Linked DNA regions of Sus scrofa: region 2 is linked to region 1. Evidence: chromatin contacts called from public HiChIP or PLAC-seq data. All regions are on one chromosome and are shown on one strand. The core of a region is the stretch at or near the end of the contact, and the rest is flanking DNA. Distances in the headings are between cores, read along the strand shown. Region 1 overlaps ALCAM (CD166 antigen). Region 2 holds the start of ALCAM (CD166 antigen).

The links. HiChIP or PLAC-seq counts read pairs in DNA pulled down with a chosen protein or histone mark.
Region 2: a contact with region 1 is called in an H3K27ac HiChIP or PLAC-seq map of alveolar macrophages. The contact joins the promoter of ALCAM here to the enhancer-like site in region 1. A contact is called at or near these places in 1 of 5 promoter capture datasets (liver), 8 of 47 Hi-C or Micro-C datasets (fetal heart ventricle, fetal liver, liver and 2 more) and 1 of 2 datasets of contacts at active chromatin or transcription factors (alveolar macrophages).

The regions. Positions count from the first base shown.
Region 1 is chr13:153,869,937-153,873,220 of Sscrofa11.1, reverse strand. The region is part of intron 1 of ALCAM (CD166 antigen); the gene reads left to right. Among named protein-coding and RNA genes, the nearest start is that of ALCAM, 130 kb to the left of the region's middle. Within about 2 kb of position 1,805, at least 10 of the 83 cell types and tissues checked have an H3K27ac peak or open chromatin away from gene starts, as enhancers often do. A contact at or near this core is called in alveolar macrophages, fetal liver and liver, where this site is marked.
Region 2 is chr13:153,996,608-153,999,891 of Sscrofa11.1, reverse strand. It overlaps ALCAM (CD166 antigen), which reads left to right and starts at 1,651. Exons shown (of 15, transcript XM_013982482.2): 1 at 1,651-2,459. The coding sequence starts at 2,387.

The DNA of each region.
Region 1 (3,284 bases), core at 556-3,055:
CATAAAGGGTTAGATTTCAGTTACCTAGAAAATTATATCTGAATAATCCAGAATATATAAAATATATCCTGAATATATATATTACTCTAATTTTGAAATGCAGTTAATTTTTTTATTATCCATAATGTAAGTAAATTAAGATAAAATAATATTAATTCATTGTGTTCCATACTTAAACAAAATTATTCTGTTTGGTTCAGAATTTTCTGTAACACTCTATGTTACTATGATGGTACTATTGGAGAAATATAAAACACAGTACCTGCCACTACTCAAAAAATATTATATGCTGAGGCAATGTGGTAAAAACTTTAATAATTCTTAAGCGATAGTGGGAACCAAACTCACGTTACATCCAAAACCATTGATACTGAATTAGCAACCAAAACCAAAATTTGTTCAGTGTCATTACTAAAATATTCATTGGAAACACCAATAACAAACTAAATTATAAAGTGAAAATAAGAAATCTGACATATTCTCTTTTTTTAATGTTTTGCCAGTCTAGACCCAAAAGTAATATGGCTTCAAATCTCAGCTGAAAATTGACAGTATGCTTTTCTTATATTGGGAAATGTTAATCCTAGAATATTTAAGCCTTACTTTATGTTATACTAAATAAATGGAGGCCCAGGAAAGCAAGTTCTCAATGATTTCAAGGTAAATATGAGACAAGAACTCAGGTTCCTACACTCCTACACCAATGTTCTTTCAGCCATTAGTTATAATAAATTTTAATAGAATAAACTATATTGAATTTTTAATTCAATTAAAATATATTTAATTAATCATTAAATTATAATTAAATTTTAATAAAGATATATCATCATATACTACATAACATTCAATGGCAGACATTTTAAGAATGAAGAACTGAGTGGACAGGGCAATCCTTGATCCTGGGGGCTTGAGGTCATAATTTTGGAAATCATTTTCTAAAGTCAGGTCATTTAAGGCAAGCACACAAAAGCACCTCAATGGTGAATAGGAGAAAGGCCACTCACCATGCAGGTGCAGCTGAGTCAGATGGACTGACTTCCCAGCAGACCAGAGCACAAATTGCTCAATTACCCTTTTTGTGCATCAGGGAAGTAAAGACAAGAGCTCCAGAGGCTGCTATCTCCAGCTGCCAGGGCCTTCTGAAAGAGGTATTCGAAAGATATATAAGTAATATTTTCCACCCTCTCCCTTTATGGGAGGGACATTGTGCATCAGGTTAAAACTTAAATTTACTCTTAACTGAAGTTAGCCAGAAAGGTCTTTGGCAATCCTCTTTGGTCACAGTATCACTTGAGTTGGAATGTTTAAACAATAACAGCACAATGGCTTTGTGCTTAATATCAGAGCTTGGCATGAGGTCCTTGATCCACTCATCAGTGCTTGCAGAAACACTTCTGGAGTCCCATATGAATTCAGAAACTGCTCTAAAAGAGAAAAATTAACGGTGACTAAAAAGTACAATATTGTAGGACTCTTTTACATTTCATTTTTGTGCTTTATTCATCAAAGCTCTAATTGGTAAACACAAAGCCATTAAAAAAAAAAAAAAAAAAGGCAGCAAGATTTCAAGACTATCTACATTCCAGCACTTTGGGCTTTTCTCTTTCTGTATTTTGTAGCATTTACTGAAAAGGGCTTGAATGTGTTAAAACCAAAATGCACGTAACATTAACAATTTGTGTTTCGAAATCCAGGCACCTAACGCCACCAGAGTTAATATTTGCTTTGGACTGTTCTGCTTATTTAGTCTCAAGCCTTTTCCAAAGAGCTAACACAAAAAGACAGCTTTCCTATTGCCCAGTGAGTGTGTGATTTCACACATAGTGTATGATGTGCTTCTACAAAGACCAAGTATTAGCTGTTCTTCACATGAGCAGTGTACTCAGCTAGATTGTGAAATGTGAACTTTGTAATTGCAGGATGCATCACACTTACTGAAGCTCATGTAGCTTCCACTTTGGAAATGGCTCCTTTTCATCCTGCTTTCCCTTCATTCCCCGCCCTATTTCATTTGCTACGATTACATGACCTTCTAAACATTTCGACTTTCTAACAAGGTTACCTTCCCCTTGTCCCTTCTCCAGCTGATCATCCTCCATGCTCAAGATAACTCTCAACAGCAAAAATCTGACCTCTGCCATCCTTAAAATATGCCAAAAGCCCCTTTTATTGTTGTTGTTGTTGTTTTTCTTCACTTGAAGAAATCCTTGTCTGCGAAGGTCAATACGAATGTCCTTTTAGGGTAGAGTGTTCTCCTGTCTATCACTGGTCTCTCTTCTGCTCCTGCAACATTTGGCATATAATCACTTTAATTCCACTAAATAAAAAACATTTTTGAGCTTTATTGAGATATTATTGACAGATAAAAATTGTGTATATTTAAGATATGCAATGTGATGTTTTGATATACATATGTATTGTGAAGTGATTACCACATTCAAGCTAATAAGCACATCTATCACCTCACATAGTTTCCCTTTATGTGGGTGCCATGGTGGCTGGGAGGGAGAGCCTTGAGATCTACTCCCTGAGCAAATTTCAGGATATAATACATTATTATTAATTATAATCACCAGTAAAGGTCTCCAGAACTTTGTCATCTTAAAACTGAAAGTCTGTACCCTTTGACTAGTATCTCCCCATTTTGCCTTTTCCCCAAACTCTAGCAACTACCATTCTGTTTCTCTGTTTCTACGAGTTGGCCTTTTTAAAAAATATATTTCACATATAAGTGAGGTTATGCGGTATGTGTCTTTCTGTGTCTGACTTATTTCAGTCAGTGTAATGTCTAGGTTCATCCGTCTTGTCATATATGGCAGGATTTCCTTCTTTCCTTTTTTTTAAGCCTGAATAACATACCTTTATGTTTGCATGTTTGTGCGTATGTCATATTTTCTTTATTGACAGACATTTAAGTTGTTTGCATATCTTGACTATGTGAATAACACTGCAAGGCCCATGAGAGTGCAATATCACTTAGATATAGTGATTTTGTTTCCAAGTGGGATTGCTTGGTCATATGGTAGTTCTGTTTTTATCTGTATTGTACCATAATGGCGGTACCAATTTACATTCCTTCCAACGGTGTTCAAGGATTCGCTTTTCTCCACATCCTTGCCAATACCTACCTTTTGATTTTTTAGTAATAGCCAGGTTTTGATTTGTATTTTACTAATGATTAATGGCCATAATAGCTAACATTTATTGAGCACATATTCTATGAAAAGCACTCTTTTAAGCAGCTTACACAAATTAATTAATTTAATAATCATAATAACCCTTGC
Region 2 (3,284 bases), core at 402-2,901, 130 kb before region 1:
CAGTCCGCCTTTTGCAGATCTAGTTTTAACAATTATGCTGTATTAACTCCCTCACCAAAGTAAAAGGGGTCAGATAGGCAGAATGGGGGTGTATGTGTCCAGATTAAATAGGTAGTTAAGATGATTTGTTGGAATACAAGCTACTCAGAGCAGCCGTTAAAAGAAAAACAATTCCCTAAAGGAATTCTACGGGATCCTATTGGAATGGTGGCAAGCCAGCCAAACTTAGCTCATGGAATACTGAATTAATAGGCATTTGCCTCATAGCATTAGCTTTCCTGTTGGTTTTTAAGAAGCAAATGAAATGTTAATGTGAAAACCAAGCGGGAGAAACTATTTCTTTTGAGAGGAAATGTATAAGAGCCCTACTCTAGAATCCTGTTAATGTAAGGAGGACGGGAGGACAAGGCTGGGAGGCTTTCGATAAAATCACAGTGGAAGGTGGAGCTTAATAGTGCCGAGCCTGAAAAGATAAAAGATTCAAAGATGTGTGTGTGTGTGTGTGTGTGTGCGCACACGCTTGCGCTTGTTTTATTTTTCTCGCCGCCAACTCCCCTCACTCTCATCTAGCTGGTGATTCGAAGCCTTCTGATGAAAGGCTGGAGACTAACCTCACACAGGGATGACCCTGTGATGCACGGAAGGCTATTTAATGCCCCTGCGAAGTGGTTCTGGGACCAAGATTTTATTATGATTCGTGGATGAGAGTTGTGATCCCACATCTCTGATTTAGAGCCACTTAGGGCTCCAACAGTTCCACCCCTGTATTCTAGAGGAAAATATTCCTTCATGCTCTCTGCCTGATCTGAAAGCAACGCAGCTTCTCTATGTTCCGCCTGGGAGGTGGTTCAATCTTTAGAAATGCGGCGAAGCCTGTCCATCTGCTGGGATGCCTGGCTTTCTGGAATGAACAAGGAGGAGCTTGGCTTTCAATCTGAGTAACTTGAAGATTTTCTGTTTGTAACTTAAAATCGCCGCTTAACTCAAAAGAGACACATGCTCTGGCTTTTGTAGACACTGGGAAAATCAGTGTGACAAAGTGTGATCTAGAAATTCCTGTTTTAATTTTCCTAGGGAAAGAGTAAATTTCTTTTTTCTTTCTTTCTTTTCTTTTCTTTCTTGTTTGTTTTTTCCCCTATTTGGTAGTAGGCAGTTGGCTCAAGTGCTCAGCCTGCCGAACAAGGTGTGTTCGAGAAGGGGATGTGGGGGGAGTAAGGGGAGGAATCAGCCTAGTAGCTCATTGTTCCTGTTAATTCCCAGGAGGCAAGTTCCCACCTTTGTCACCTCCAAACCCGTCCTTCCTTTTCTGCTCCCGCCCTAGGACCCAAAATGCTAATCCCTGGCGTGGTCTCTACTCCCCACCTCCCTGCCTTATCAACCCTCTTTACTGAAGGAGGCTGCAGTATCACGATGGAAAAGTCCCGGAGGAGTGAGCCAGTGCATAGGCGTCAGGGGGGGCAAGAAAAGGGCAATTTGACCCCCAGCGAAGCCGCTCTGGCAGTGTGAACTGAAAGTCCGTAGGTGACTAGGGCGATGGTAACGCCACCTGGAAGTGGCAGTCCAGGGGGCCCACCCCGGCGCGCGCTGCTCCAGGGTCTGTTCCCTATTGGCGGGGCGGGGCCAGGGGGCGGAGCCACTAGAAAGCCCGGCCCCACACGGCGGCTGGAAGACGCCACCGCGGACGCGCGCCTCCCGGGTGAAGTTCCAGAGCTAGACTCAGTTTCGGACTCGGTCTTGCAGCGCCTCTAGGCTGCAGATACCTGCGCTGGGCTCATCCTGGGAAGCCGGGAGAAGAGAGGAGATAGGAGGAGGCGGGAGGTGGGGGGGGAGGAGGAGAGCGGCAGCTTACACACGCCTTCCAGTCCCTCCACTCAGAGCAGCCCAGAAACCGCTGCTGGCGCCACTGCTATCTCTGCCACCGCCGCTGCCACCTGAGGAGACTGCCTGGATCTATCGCTCCCCTGTCGCAACACCCAACGATTCTTTTTTTGGCCCTGGGCTTTCTATGCACACTGCCACTACCATTATTATTATTATTCCGAGAGAAGGTAAATAACTGACCGTCTGAAAAGAACCGAGAACACCTATCCGAATTACTCAAGTGTCTCCCGGGAAGAGAGGGGTCGCTGGTTCCGGGAAGAGCAGGCGAAGGGGACAAGGGCGGGTGTTTAAGGGGAGCCAGGAGGAGTTGGGGCACTGCGTGGTGGAAAGTTGCGGGCGGCGGAGACCCGGAGGTGCAGCGCCACAACCCAGAGGGCGGTGTGTCTGGGAAAAGCCGCTGCCCCCAGCGTCCCGACCCGCGAGCTCGCGGGCAGCGCGGGGCCGGGAACGACGCCCCCTCCTGCGGTGCGGAGTCAGTCGGTGCTCCCAGAGAAGGAGGAGGAATATGGCATCGAAGGCGGCCCCCTCCTGCCGTCTGGTCTTCTGCCTCTTGATCTCAGCTGCTGCTCTTCGGCCAGGTAAGCAAGGGCCTCGGAGCAGCCCCAGGCCGAGCCGGGCCGGGGGGTCAGTTTCCCAGTTTCCCGGCCCCGGCCTTACAACCCTGGGGCGGTGCTCCCAGGCGCACGTGGGGGGCAGGTAGCTAAGGGAACAGCGGTGCAGGCACAGAGCTGGCCCTGATTTCCCTCACCTGTGCCACACGTTTGGGTTCAGTCGGTTGGCTTAAGTTCGGGCAGCTCCTGGGGGCACTAATTAAATCTCTGGGAAGTTTGGGTGCGGCTCGGGTCGGGGTTCCAGGGGTCCTCGGTCAGGCTTCGTTTGGCTCTCTCTTCCTCCTGCGGCTCCCTTCTGGGCAGCCAGCTCTTGCCCTCTGAACAGTACCTCCGTCTCAGGATATCAAAGTCCACGTCACTGAGCTCCGGGCAGTTTTCCTTTCGCTTAGCTCTCTGAGTCAACAATTCGCACTTTTTCGAGATAAATTCCCTGGTAACTTCCCCTGGGTAATAGGTGAAGGAATGGGAGGGGTAGAAGAGAAAGGGAGGACTTTAATCACTGCCTTTAGAAACCTCCTAAAGCTCCCATCATGGTTTGCCCCCTCCCCCGCCCCGCCCCGTCTTGTCTGGATGGGTGCTGAGGGTAGAGATGATGAGGGTATGGGTGGTGGCAGGCAAAGAACGCAGCCTGGACTGGAATTCGCAGCTAGGTTTGTGATCCCTTGATGAGGGAGTTGTGATTGTTTAGGACCTGTCATTCAACCTCAGTTCTCAGTTCTCTATTGAGCTTTGGAATTAAAAAAGGCAAAAACCCCAACAACTAATACATCGAGTCTGGAAATCCCTTTCCTC